Linked DNA regions of Mus musculus: region 1 is linked to region 2. Evidence: chromatin contacts called from public promoter capture Hi-C data. All regions are on one chromosome and are shown on one strand. Each heading gives the region's core, a stretch centred on a gene start, on an enhancer-like site or on the middle of the called end of the contact. The rest is flanking DNA. Distances are from core to core; before and after follow the strand shown.

Region 1 (5,629 bases), core at 1,952-4,451, 1.3 Mb before region 2:
GGAGCTGTTGCAGGTGTGGCCATCAGCAATGTCAATGCTATACTCAAGTTCCCTGTTATCCAGGCACATCTAGACCTCCCAAGCTCAGATGGATAACCTTTGACATTCCTTGGCCCATGAACTGTGAGCAGAAGTGGCACACTACTTTGGGAAGAAATTTTGAGTGTCAACGTGCAGGCTGCCCTCAACTTCCTTCCCTACACAACTGGTAGCAGTCCAGAGAAACCAGTTCTGTGGCCATCCTCAAGTGAGGAACCTGCAGTGGACACAGCTTAAGTAAACACTGCCTTTATCGGGTGATGATTTGCCAAATCCCTGGGTCTCTCCTGGCATGGACTGTTACTCTAGAACTTGGGTTTCAAGGCTGACTTGGAATTCTGGTAGAAGCCAAACCCAGAGTGGCAATTTAATGGGGGGCTTGTGAAGCACAGACCTAGAACATGTTCTTTGTAAGCTAGTCCTGGGTTGACATCCCTGCTAGGTCACTCAGAGCTTGAGTCAGAGGATGAGTGGGGTAGAATTTCTGGCCCTTCTTTTCCATTTTTGCAAGAAAAACCAGGACCTATTTCTTAGACAGTGGTGAGGGATGTTTGTGTGAAAGCACAAAGAGCTCAATGAGCAAGGTGACGGCTACTAGAAGTATGTGTGCTCCAGCAGGGGACTAGGGGGACCAGGGTCAGCACTTTCCATCACCTGCATCTACTGTACCATCCTTGTGTCCACTGGCCCCTGTTGTTTGTCTCCATGGTCACTGCTGCACCTTCCTCTTTGAGCAAGGCTGTCTTCGTCCAACATCTCCAAGGGCCATGGCTGGGCTGCTCAGAAGATGATCTCACTGGCCTCCTCTCTCATGGCTCAGGAGGCTAGGAAGGCCATCTGTCACCTCTGGCCAAGGTCTTGCTCCTGTGGGAGCAGGGACATGGCTGTTTTCAGCTCTGGAGTTCTTTTTGTTGTTGTTGTGTTTGTTTGTTTGTTTGTTTGTTTGTTTGTTTGTTTGTTTGTTTCGAGATAGGGTTTCTCTGTATAGCCCTGGCTGTCCTGGAACTCACTTTGTAGATCAGGCTGGCGTCAAACTCAGAAATCTGCCTGCCTCTGCCTCCCGAGTGCTGGGATTAAAGGTGTGCACCACCACGCCCAGCTCTTTTTTTCTTTTCTTTTCTTTTCTTTTCTTTTCTTTTCTTTTCTTTTCTTTTCTTTTCTTTTCTTTTCTTTTCTTTTCTTTTCTTTTCTTTCCTTTCCTTTCCTTTCCTTTCCTTTCCTTTCCTTTCCTTTCCTTTCCTTTCCTTTCCTTTCCTTTCCTTTCCTTTCCTTTCCTTTCCTTTCCTTTCCCTTTTCCTTTTCCTTTTCCTTTTCCTTTTCCTTTTCCTTTTCCTTTCCTTTCCTTTCCTTTCCTTTCCTTTCCTTTCTTTTCTTTTCCTTTCTTCCCCCCTCTCTCTTTCTTCTTTTTCTTTTTTCTTTTAACTCTGGAGTTCTATCTTGGTTATTGTGGGACTACTCTGTTCAGGACCTTCACCCACTTTTGGGGGTTACCCAAGCATTCCTCTTGATTCCTTCAGACCCTTGTTCACCGCAGGAACTAGTCATTGGATCTTAAGGGGCAGTAAATATATTTCTGGTTTTAAGCATTCTGGGGGACTCAGGCTCCGGACCCATAAATCAGCTCTATCCTTCACACCTTCATCCCAACATGGCAAACACCATATGGCAGGGCCTCCTGAGAAAGAAGGAGGAATCAGCAGTGCCAGGGGCTACCAGGTCCACCACCCAGTCAGTGACTCTCACTGGGATTTTTGCTGCATTTGCTGAGAACTAGAAATCTATGGGATCTTTTGCTAAGTGAATCCCTTTACCTTGGGTTCCCCTTTTTAATCCATAGCTAACACGCCAAACCTCCACTTAGCATGTTGCCTGAAATTACCTTTCCTGATCTGAGCATGCACACTTCCTGCTTCCTCTCAACTCCTTGGTTGATTATGGCCTCTGATGCATGCCAATATGTATTAATATTGTTATTATTATTGTCATCATCATCATCATCATGGTGTCTGAGAAAGGGTTTCTCTGTGTAACCACTTTGGCTGTTTTGAAACAGTCTGTAGACCAGGCTGGCCTCAAGCTCAGAGATCTGCTTGCTTCTGCTTCCTGCTGAGATTAAAGGTGTGCATCACTACTGCCTGGCATCAGTATGGATTTTAAATTAACTTTCAATGTGCATAGACTTAATTTTTCTTTCTTGTTTCAGTTGTCTGTAATGGCCACACATTACTGCCCAAATTAGCACTCAAAGATGGACCCCAGCCTCTCTGGGGAAGAGCATCACCGACAATCTGTCTTTGACCATTTTTATGGCTATCACTGAATAGCTCATGCTTCTAGAAACTGTGAGTCTACTGGCCTTGCCTGGTATCGGGACAGCTTCACCTGTATCTAACATAGCACCTGGGAAGGTACCGTGTGCAAGAGAGAGCAAGTTCAGTAACTCTTTTAAGACAGTGTTCTCAGTCTGTGGCTTGTGACTCTTAGGGGTCAAACAACCCTTTCACACGGGTAACCTAAGACCATCTGAAAACACAGATACTCACATTGTGATTCATAACAGTATAATTATAGTTATGGTATAACAACAAAAATAATCTTATTATTACTGTATTAAAGGGTTGCAGCACTAGGAAGGCTGAGAACCACTGTTCTAAGGCCACTCATACTATCCCAGGGGTGTCACCCTCAGAATCTTCTAGAATCCTAATCACCTCCTAAATGTTCAGCCTCCAAAGCCATTAACATTTGAATAACCTTCAATTTGGGAGCTGTGAACAGCCACCCTCTGCCATCTGTCTGGGATCTGAACCCAGGATCTGCCTTCCAGTCTAGACTCTCCCAGTGGAAACAAAGTTGGAAAAATACCAGGCAGGTAAATTGGGCTCTCTGAACATTTGTCTTGCTTTTTTAACAGCCCCTGATCTAGTGTCTGCAAGATCAGTCTACTTCCGGCAGGAAGAAACACCGGGCTCCCACTATCCCAAGATGGCTGCCAAGGGGTCTTTGAACAGACTTGTGCCATGCAATGTCGGGTTGGTTTCACAAGTACATAAACTAACAACGGAATCAAAGACACAAACAAGAACAAGCCTGTAATCGTGCAAGTCCGAGTCCCAAGGCGGGCTGCATGCCTCCGCCTCGCCTGTTTTCTTTGCGGGTGATTCCAGCACTGGCCCAGGCCATCTGTTCCTTGTTGTGGGTGGTTAAGTGAAATGGGCTGCCAATACAAATAGCCCACTTGAGGTTTGTTTGCATAAATTGTTTTGAAAGCTTCATGACGAATTTTCAGGATTACTTGCAGTGGTAGGGACCTCGGCAGAGGCGGAAATATAAATTTCGTGATGCCAGTTGGAATCTATTAATTTGCTCACAGCCCATCACCCTGGCTCTGCCGCTTAACCAACAATGTGACCTTGGGCAGGTGAATTAACCTCTCTGGTCTTTAGTTCCTTCATCTGCTCACTAGTAGGTGGGAAGGTAGCACTCACTTCATGGGATTGTGAATTTGAAACTAGGTAAGGCATAAAAAGAGCCCGGCATTGAGATCAGGATGAGAAGTGTGTGTAATGAATTAAAAATAAATAAAGTTTTTTTTTCCTAAGTGAGGGAAGAAGGCGTACATTTGGTATGCAAAGTCTAATCACAGGTTGCTTCCCAAATGCTTGCATTTGCCATGTTGTTTTCGTAAGCCTTGGGTTTCAAGATCAGAGAATGGGGCAAATAGAGAAGTGTGAAGACCCTAGATCCCCAACTCTACAGCCCAGGGTAAGATTTTACTGTGACCTCTGTAGTTACTGCCCCATGAAGGCTTTGGCTGGGCTCTTAGGAGTGTGAGCTCTTAGGAGGGTGGCCACACTGTGTCTTGGGTTCCGTCCCCAGTGCAAAGACTTAAGAAGCAACCTGAGGCTCCTGGGAACAGCTAGGATGTTTTCTGCCCAGGGTAGGGAGGGCAGGGCTTCCAAGCACAGGAGTATTCAGCTCACAATGTCATCAGGGTGTTGTGCATCACTGAAGCCAGGGGTCTTATCCTCTAGTACTGTTGAGCTTTGAGGGACCCTTTAGACTGTTGAATGAACTAGTCCATCTTAGGTTGATAATCTTAGGATAAGAGAAAGAGACAGAGGCAGAAGGGATCGGCACATAGGCACAGACACATGCATGCTCACCAGAAACAAAGCAGATGACTAAGTAGAGTGACTCAAAGAAGCAGACAGGGTGACAGAGAACAAGAAGAAAGGAAAGTGAGAGAGGAAAGACAGAGAGATGCACAAGAGAAGAAGGGATGGAGAGAGGCAGCTAAAACTCAGAGACAGACAGACACAGAGTGGGTGACAGACAGAAGCAGAGACACCTGTGCATAGAGAGAGGAACTGAGGCATGCCTGCACAGAGAGGAGGGACTCTGAGAAAAAGACATCAGAAAGCAACTCAGTGGCCCCCATAGTTCCAAAGCCCAGGGCAACAGAGTGGTACTCATGTCCCCTGGGACCTGTGTACCCAGAGACCGGCAGAAGTCAGAGAGGCCCACATTGGCTCTCCCCTGCCAGCTCTCTCTTAGCCCCCCATCCCTGCCCCACTGGAGGCATAATGTCTGCCTGCAGGGAGCTGACCTGATCCTTTCATCTTCTTGTAAGGCAGGCTAGGAGCTGCCCAGATGGAGTGGAGGTTTGGGCCTGTGGCCATGCCAGTCAGAGCATTTCCAACGATGACAGTTAAATTGTTGGGGGCCTCTGTTCTTCATTTACATCACAGACTCTCAGGTCCTGCGGACCTTCCCTAAATGGAAGCCAGCTGCCCTGTGCATAGGCTGAGCTTGCCTTGCTTCAGAAGGAAGGCCTCTGACTTTCAACTTAAATGCACCCCCGATTTTGACAAGCCAGAGTGCTTAACAGTATTTTATTGTTTGATTTCACCAAACTCGAGGACTTTCTTCTAGCTTGGAATAATGGACTAAACCTGGATGGGTTTGCTTCTCTTGGTGAGCACCGGCACCAGGCTGTGGGGAAAGTACCAGGTTCCCAAGTGCTTGTCCTCTGAGGTGACAGGGACCCCTGCTGTCGCAAAGCTTGTCTGGAACCGAATTTCCTGCCAAGTGTGCAAAGCACTCAGTCACTAGCTGAGGTTCCTTGAGTTTCTGTTTTATGCTCGCCTTGGGAGACATGCAGTTGCCAAGTGTCTCAAGTGTGTCCCTTTCGTTAGAGGTGTAGGGGGGCGGGATATGTTTGAAGTAGAAGGCTCAGTATCTTGATGTAGGGCTAGTGGACATGGTCCAGGGTACTTGGGCAAGCCAGTCTGTTCTCTCTTCTGTTGAGTGACAGGCTTTGAAGGTGAAGCCTCAAGTGTGTTCTGTGGTTCTCCAGCAGAGGTGACAAGATCTAAGAGACAAGTTTGGCTGTTGTGACTGAGTGGAGGCAGTGTCATAGACATGGGGAAAACACTCTGCAATAAGTATGGCTGTTCCCCTACTACAAAGAGTGACTTGACTTAAAAAACAAAACAAACAAACACACAACAAAAAAAAACCCCAACAAACAAAAACTGTAGTGTTCCTGCTGAAAATTCCCACTTCCATTGGGGGCAGACACAGTGGG
Region 2 (6,267 bases), core at 2,672-5,171:
CATCCAATTTAAAAAGCAAACAAGAAACTTTTGTGACTTCAGGACAAATATTTCAAAAGCTTAACACACTGGCTCAGGACTGTAATCCTAGCTTATTAAGAAGCCAAGGCAATAAATATACCTAGGAAATATGAAGAACTCATAAAACTTAATAAGCTAACAACAACAATAAAAATGGTTTAAAAAAATGTGAACACACACTTCACATGGGGCTTGGGAGATGGCTTGGTGCTGAAGATATTCTCAGAGGCCAGGTAAGTGCTAGGTAGGAGTGCTAGGGTTCTGCCTCTAGTCTCAGGACTAATAAAGCATGGCCAGGGACGACTCCCCACATCTACCTCAGTCCTCTACACAATGAGCATGCATAAGCATGCATCACTACCATTTATGTCCATACATGCATGCAAACACACCCATACACACCACACACACATACACACAAGAAAAAAAAAGAATACCCACATGTTCGTGAAGTATACGATAATATATAATATCATTGGTCATCAGGGAAATACAAATGAAGACCACAATGAACTACTCCCTCCTGGTCACCATGAAGGCTACAATGAAAAGACAAACAGTAGCAAGCTATGACAAGGACTTGAAGAAATCCTAACCCTCAAAGTCTCTATGAGCAATGTGGGGGAGCGCAGCTTGTGTGGCAAAGAGTGGCAGTTTCTCAAAATATTGAGCATAGTCTTATAATGTGACGAGCAGCTCTACTACCAGACCTCTACCCTGTCCATACAGAAACTAGGCTGCAACTGTTTAGGGTATCATTTTTTATGACAGCCAAAAAAAAAAAAAAAGTCAAATTGCTCACATAGCATTACATTTCCTTGACACAACTACAGTTACCTGGGGATCTAAATTAAGGAACTGCCTCCAGCAGATTGGCCAGTGGGTATGTGGATAATTAATCCATGATTGATATGGGAGGACCCAGCCCACTGTGGGTGGTGCCACCCTGGGCACATGGTCCTGGACACTATCAAAAAGGGCAAGCCAGTAAGCAATGTTCTTCCAGGGTTTCTGCTACAGTTCCTCCCAAGAGTTCTTGCCTTGGCTTTCCTCAATGATGAATTATCACAAGACAGTGAAGATAACATAAACACTTTCCTCCCCTGCTGGCTTTTAGTTGTGGTGTTCTATCACAGCAACAGAAAAGAATAGTAAGTAAATAAACAAACAAATATAAAAAAAAGTGGTGTGTCCAGAAATAGGAATGTCATCTACTGGGTAATGGGAAGCATGGATAAGTGTTATAAGATCTACGAACCTCGGCATGGATGAACACGTATGGTGAGTGAAAGCAGCCAAACAGAAAGGTCACATATACATGATTCTATTTATATGGTAATGTTCTGGGGCTAGAGATGGCCCAGTTAATGACGTGCTTGCCACAATCGAGAGGACCTGAGTGTGGATCGCCAGCCCCATGTAAAAAGCCAAGTGCAGTGCAGGCCTGAAATGCCAGCTCAGCAAAGGTGAAGATAGGAAGATCTCCAGGGCTTGCTGAGAAGCAAGCCTAGCTCAGTGAGTGAGCAGCTCGGTGAGTGAGCTCTGAGTTCCAGGAGAGCTCCTGTCCCAAAATAAGGTGAAAAGCAACTGAAAAAGAAACTCAGTGTGGAGCTTTCATCTTGACAGACACACACCAGCACATGCACCTGCATACATGCATACAGACGTACACAGATGACAGACACACACACACATACAATATCCATCAAAGGTGGCCCTAGCAAGCAAACAAACAAACAAACAAACAAACAAATTGCCTAGACACAGAGGTGAAATACTTTGGGAAATGGCAAATGGACGCATTACGCAGTGTAAATAAAGATACAGGATTTTTCCATGGCTGTTTTCCTTGTTAGCCTCCAACCTGTAAGAATCCAAATGCCCAGCCACAGGTGAGTGAATGAATAAGTGGAATCACACAAAGTGCACTACCACTCAGCCACAGAAACGGAACAATTGATAACATGTGCGTTAACACGTATAGGTCTCAAAAATTACTGTGATCAGTAAAAACGGCATCCGGGTATATGCTGTCTGCTTCGGCTTAGATGAAAAACTCTAGAAAGCATAGATTCAACAATCATGACTGATCGCATGACTGCCTGGGGGTAAAATAAAGAAATCGGCTGTAAAGAAATAACTTTTTAAAAGAGCCATGCCCTCTATGCAACTGGAACATTTTGCATATACGTACAGTCAAAACTTATCAAATTGTTCACAACAAATGACTGCAAGATTCTCTCTATACACTGGGCCTTAACTTAGCTGAACAGAAAGTCAAGCAATCACTTACGATTACTGAGACATTGTCTAGGACTTAACACAACTACCTGTGCTTCGCATCAGCCAGTACTTCAATGTCTTTCACAAAGAGACTAGAAATGGAGCTAGGAGATTAGAGAGGGGCAGCTCCTGATCCCTAATGCCACCTAGGAAACAAAAGGCCCTGAGCAAAGGCCAACTTCTGCCAGACTCCGTGTCCATGTCTGTAAAATACATAACTCAGGCCATTACACCCAAGACCCAAAACCCTTAGATTCCTAACTGACTTAGGAATCTTACAAGACAAAATTCTACGACAGCAAGTACTGTACCTGTTTTATTTCCTACTGATCCTCGCTGCCAGTATTTACCTACCATAGAATAAGCACCAAACGGCATAGCCAAGGGCCTTTGGCCAAATGAGCTACAGACAAGAGAGACTTTTAAGATGGGCAGAATCTGTTGTGTCCACTGAGGGGGACTGAATGCTGATAAGTTAGAACAAATCAATAGGTCCCAACTTTGGGGATGGGGGAAAAGGAAAATATTGAGCTTCCAGTGCTCATCTTCATAACGGACTGTTTATACTCTACCTATGTAATATCTGTCTTGCCATCTGCTGCAATGATATGAAATAATTATGCATTTAATGTAGGTGTCTGATACAAAAAAAAAAAAATGCTGCAAATAAGTCGCCGTTGCTGTTACTGTCATCCCAAGGAGTGTCCACTGTCAGAAAGCTGAACAGCAAGGACGGAGTCCAGGAATGTACTACCCACAGAAGCTATGTAAAGCGTATCTGATGTGCTGACCACGCAGACAAGTCATCTGGCCATTGAGGCAATGCTCCAAATAAAAACATGTCACCATACTAAATCTGTGGCTCAGCTGCGCTCGAGCTGAAAACACACAGGTGGTAAACTGGTAAACTGAGGCTCGAGAGTGGCTACAAATATAACCAAGGAATAGGGACAGAAGCAGGACAGGGACATAGATGTCTATCTTTTCATTTCTGACCAAGACTAACTGTATCCAGATCTGCATCCAGAGCAATATGAATTCACAGCACAGACGTGCGCGCGCACACTCACACCACGTCTGCAGGTCTCTTGCAAACAAGGCCCTGACACCCCTTGGCTTAACGCCGAGCATCCACTCAGCCATCCCAGCGGGTCTGCGGGTCCCCTGCCTCTAGCCCGGGACTAACACAGAATCCCAGACGCCCGGAGCCCCACATACCTTAGCTTCCCGCTCTCGTTCCTCCGCGGTCTGGACGCGCTTCATGCTGCTACTAAAGCCGCCTTCGCCACCGTGGGCCGTGTTCCCCCTCGCCCTGGACCCCGCCTCCTGTGTGTAGTTCTCTCAACGGCTCTCTCCCGCCTGGAGCCATTTGCTCTAATACCTAGAAGAACTACCCTTCCCAGAATGCTGCGCGAGACTCCCGAGTACTCCTTGGGCTCCGGAGCTGAATTTCTCCAGTCAGCTAGCAGGGCTAGCGTAGTCCGCTACGCGACCCGCCGACGGCCCGCACCCTACGGAGAACTACATTTCCCAGTGGGTAACGGGACTCACTGTTTTCCCGTGCTCCTCTGGGCCTGCAGAGGCTCGCGCCCTGGGCGCTATAGCAACCGGTAGCTAGCTGAGGGCGAACGCGGAGGTGAGTACTCTGTGAGGTGGGGGCTAATGCAGGTTGGCTGGCTCTTCCGCGGCCTCACAACTGAGCCTGGAGTCTGTTCGAAGCCCAGGATAGACCTGGGATTCTTGCGTGGAAAGCAGTCCATCCCGACACACCTCCACATCCGCAGGCCTGCATCTGACTCGCCCTGACCGCCCGCCCAGCCAGAAACGCAGCTGATAAGAATTGGCAACCCTAAGTCCTACAACTCAAAGGTCCCAGTCACATTTCACTCTGTTTCCCAGAAACTGGGCTTGGATGGTAGAACCTAAGCCTCCCAAGAGGCTTGTTACTGTTGTTGTTGTTGGCTTGTTACTGTTGTTGTTGTTGCTGCTGCTGCTGATTGTCGATTAGTTTTTAAAAGGGGGTCTCCCTATGCATCCTAGGCTGGCCTTAAACTAGCCTTTTTAGCCCATGCTCGTCTCAAATTCAATCAATAATAGGTCTTGCCTCAAGTTCCCACCACCACAATCAGTTTCTAGTGGCCTATCTTTTATTCTTTATTACTGTTTCTCATCTGACTACTCCCATAGTCTGTTAAAGCCATTACAGGGCAGAGACTTTGTTTAAACTCAGTGCCTGGCATTCATTCATTCATTCATTCATTCAATAAATGATAGCGTTAATGTCTACTATGTGACATCAGATAGCAGAAGAGGAACTATTTGGGGGAGGAAGGAGACCAGTGAGAGGAAGCTAGAGAGATGGGGGGGGGAGTGGTAGGGGACAGATATAAGCAAGAAACTATGATATAGGTGTGAAAATATACTAGGTTAAAAATGCATGACATGACAATGAATTACGATACAACTCTGGGATAATGACAAAGGCTGTTGCTGTAAGCAATAAGCCACAGCAGGGTGGTGGCACACTCAGGACAAATTCAGAGTCTACTCAGGGCATGGTGACACCCGACTTTAATCGTAACACTCTGGAAGTAGAGGCAGGGAGATCTTTGAATTCCAGCCAAGTTTATATAGTGAGATGACCCCCCCCCCCATTTTTTAAAGAAAAAAAAAACACAAGGAAAAAATAGAGAATTTGAGGCCAGTATGTTTAGTGTTCTTGGTGAATTTCATGTCAGCCTAGACAGCCTGGGCTTCCCTTGAAAAAGAAAAGTTAGAAACCAGGAAGAAAATTAACACAGAACAGTAAGGGAAACTCTAAGGAAAGGTCAGTTGGACTGAGCTCTGAAGTATGAGGAGACAGAAGAGCCTTAGGAGCAAGATAAAAGCATGCCATATGTGAGGAAAGCAGGGAAGGTTGTAAGTGGATCATAGCAAAGAGGGAGAATTCACTGTGCCATCTACCTACATCAGACCAGTAACAATTTTCTTCTCGGTCATGATAACCAGAAATATCACCAAACAACTAACTCCTGCATTAATGACCTTGAGCAATTGAGCTAGCTTGTCTTAGCTTCTGTTTGTATCTAATGACCTTGAGCAATTGAGCTAGCTTGTCTTAGCTTCTGTTTGTATCTCAGGAACCATTTGAGTAGCCATTGCTTACGCACACTGTAAGCACAGTGAACAATATGTGTTAGCATCAACTTCTGCAGACATTCTTTCAGATATTTGCCCCTAGCAGTGGTTCTCAGCCCATCATGAGTTCCAATCAAAGTTCCAGGCCCTCTCTCTAAGAGAGACTCTTCATGCACATATACGTAGCCACGTCTTCAAATTTCAGACACTGAAATCCAATTCAATCCCTTTATCCATTCAAGTGACTGTTTAATAAATGCTGCTCGCTGAGTGTGCCACCCTCTGTGCCAGCTTCTCAGACAGGTGAACAAGATGGACAAGCATTCTAACGTCTTGGTCTTCACATTCTTCAACCAACATTCTAGAACTGGAAAGTCTCTTCCTTACCAGGGTACTAACAGTTCACATCTAGACCTTTCTAGGAAGGTCAAAGTGGAAATCGAGAGTGTACGTTTTTCCTTATTTATTTGCTTACTATACACTGTATATTCATGTCCACATACAACACTAAGTTACTATGGTATGTCTCTATAGAGAAAAGAAACTGAAAGTTCTAGAACAAGCCATGAAGTAACAAAGGAGGGAGACAAAGTAAAATCACACTGTGAACAAATGGTGCCTCCTCCTTCACAAAGCCTGAAAGGGGCAGCCTGGGTGGGCACAGCATGTAGTCAGTGGGCATTTCGAGACACTTGACATCCCCAGCACATTTGCTAAAGGCCTTTACGTGCTTTTAGGATAACTATGAGATGGGTATAATTTGCTCTGTTTTTAAAATTAGGTAAATTTAATGACTTGGCCAACTATGAGAAGGTAGAACTAACT

What was found. Promoter capture Hi-C pulls out the DNA fragments that hold promoters and counts their contacts.
Region 1: a promoter capture Hi-C map of cranial neural crest shows a contact between it and region 2. The contact joins the enhancer-like site here to the promoter of Rpgrip1l in region 2. A contact is called at or near these places in 6 of 39 promoter capture datasets (the 3T3-L1 cell line, cranial neural crest, frontonasal cranial neural crest and 3 more) and 3 of 9 other capture datasets (adipose tissue, embryonic stem cells and embryonic tail).

The regions. Positions count from the first base shown.
Region 1 is chr8:92,616,038-92,621,666 of GRCm38.p6, reverse strand. No RefSeq gene overlaps it. Among named protein-coding and RNA genes, the nearest start is that of Irx6, 55 kb to the left of the region's middle. Within about 2 kb of position 3,201, at least 8 of the 459 cell types and tissues checked have an H3K27ac peak or open chromatin away from gene starts, as enhancers often do.
Region 2 is chr8:91,310,876-91,317,142 of GRCm38.p6, reverse strand. It overlaps Rpgrip1l (Rpgrip1-like), which reads left to right and starts at 3,921. Exons shown (of 26, transcript NM_173431.2): 1 at 3,921-3,940. It overlaps Fto (fat mass and obesity associated), which reads right to left and starts at 3,618. Exons shown (of 9, transcript NM_011936.2): 1 at 3,523-3,618. The coding sequence starts at 3,567.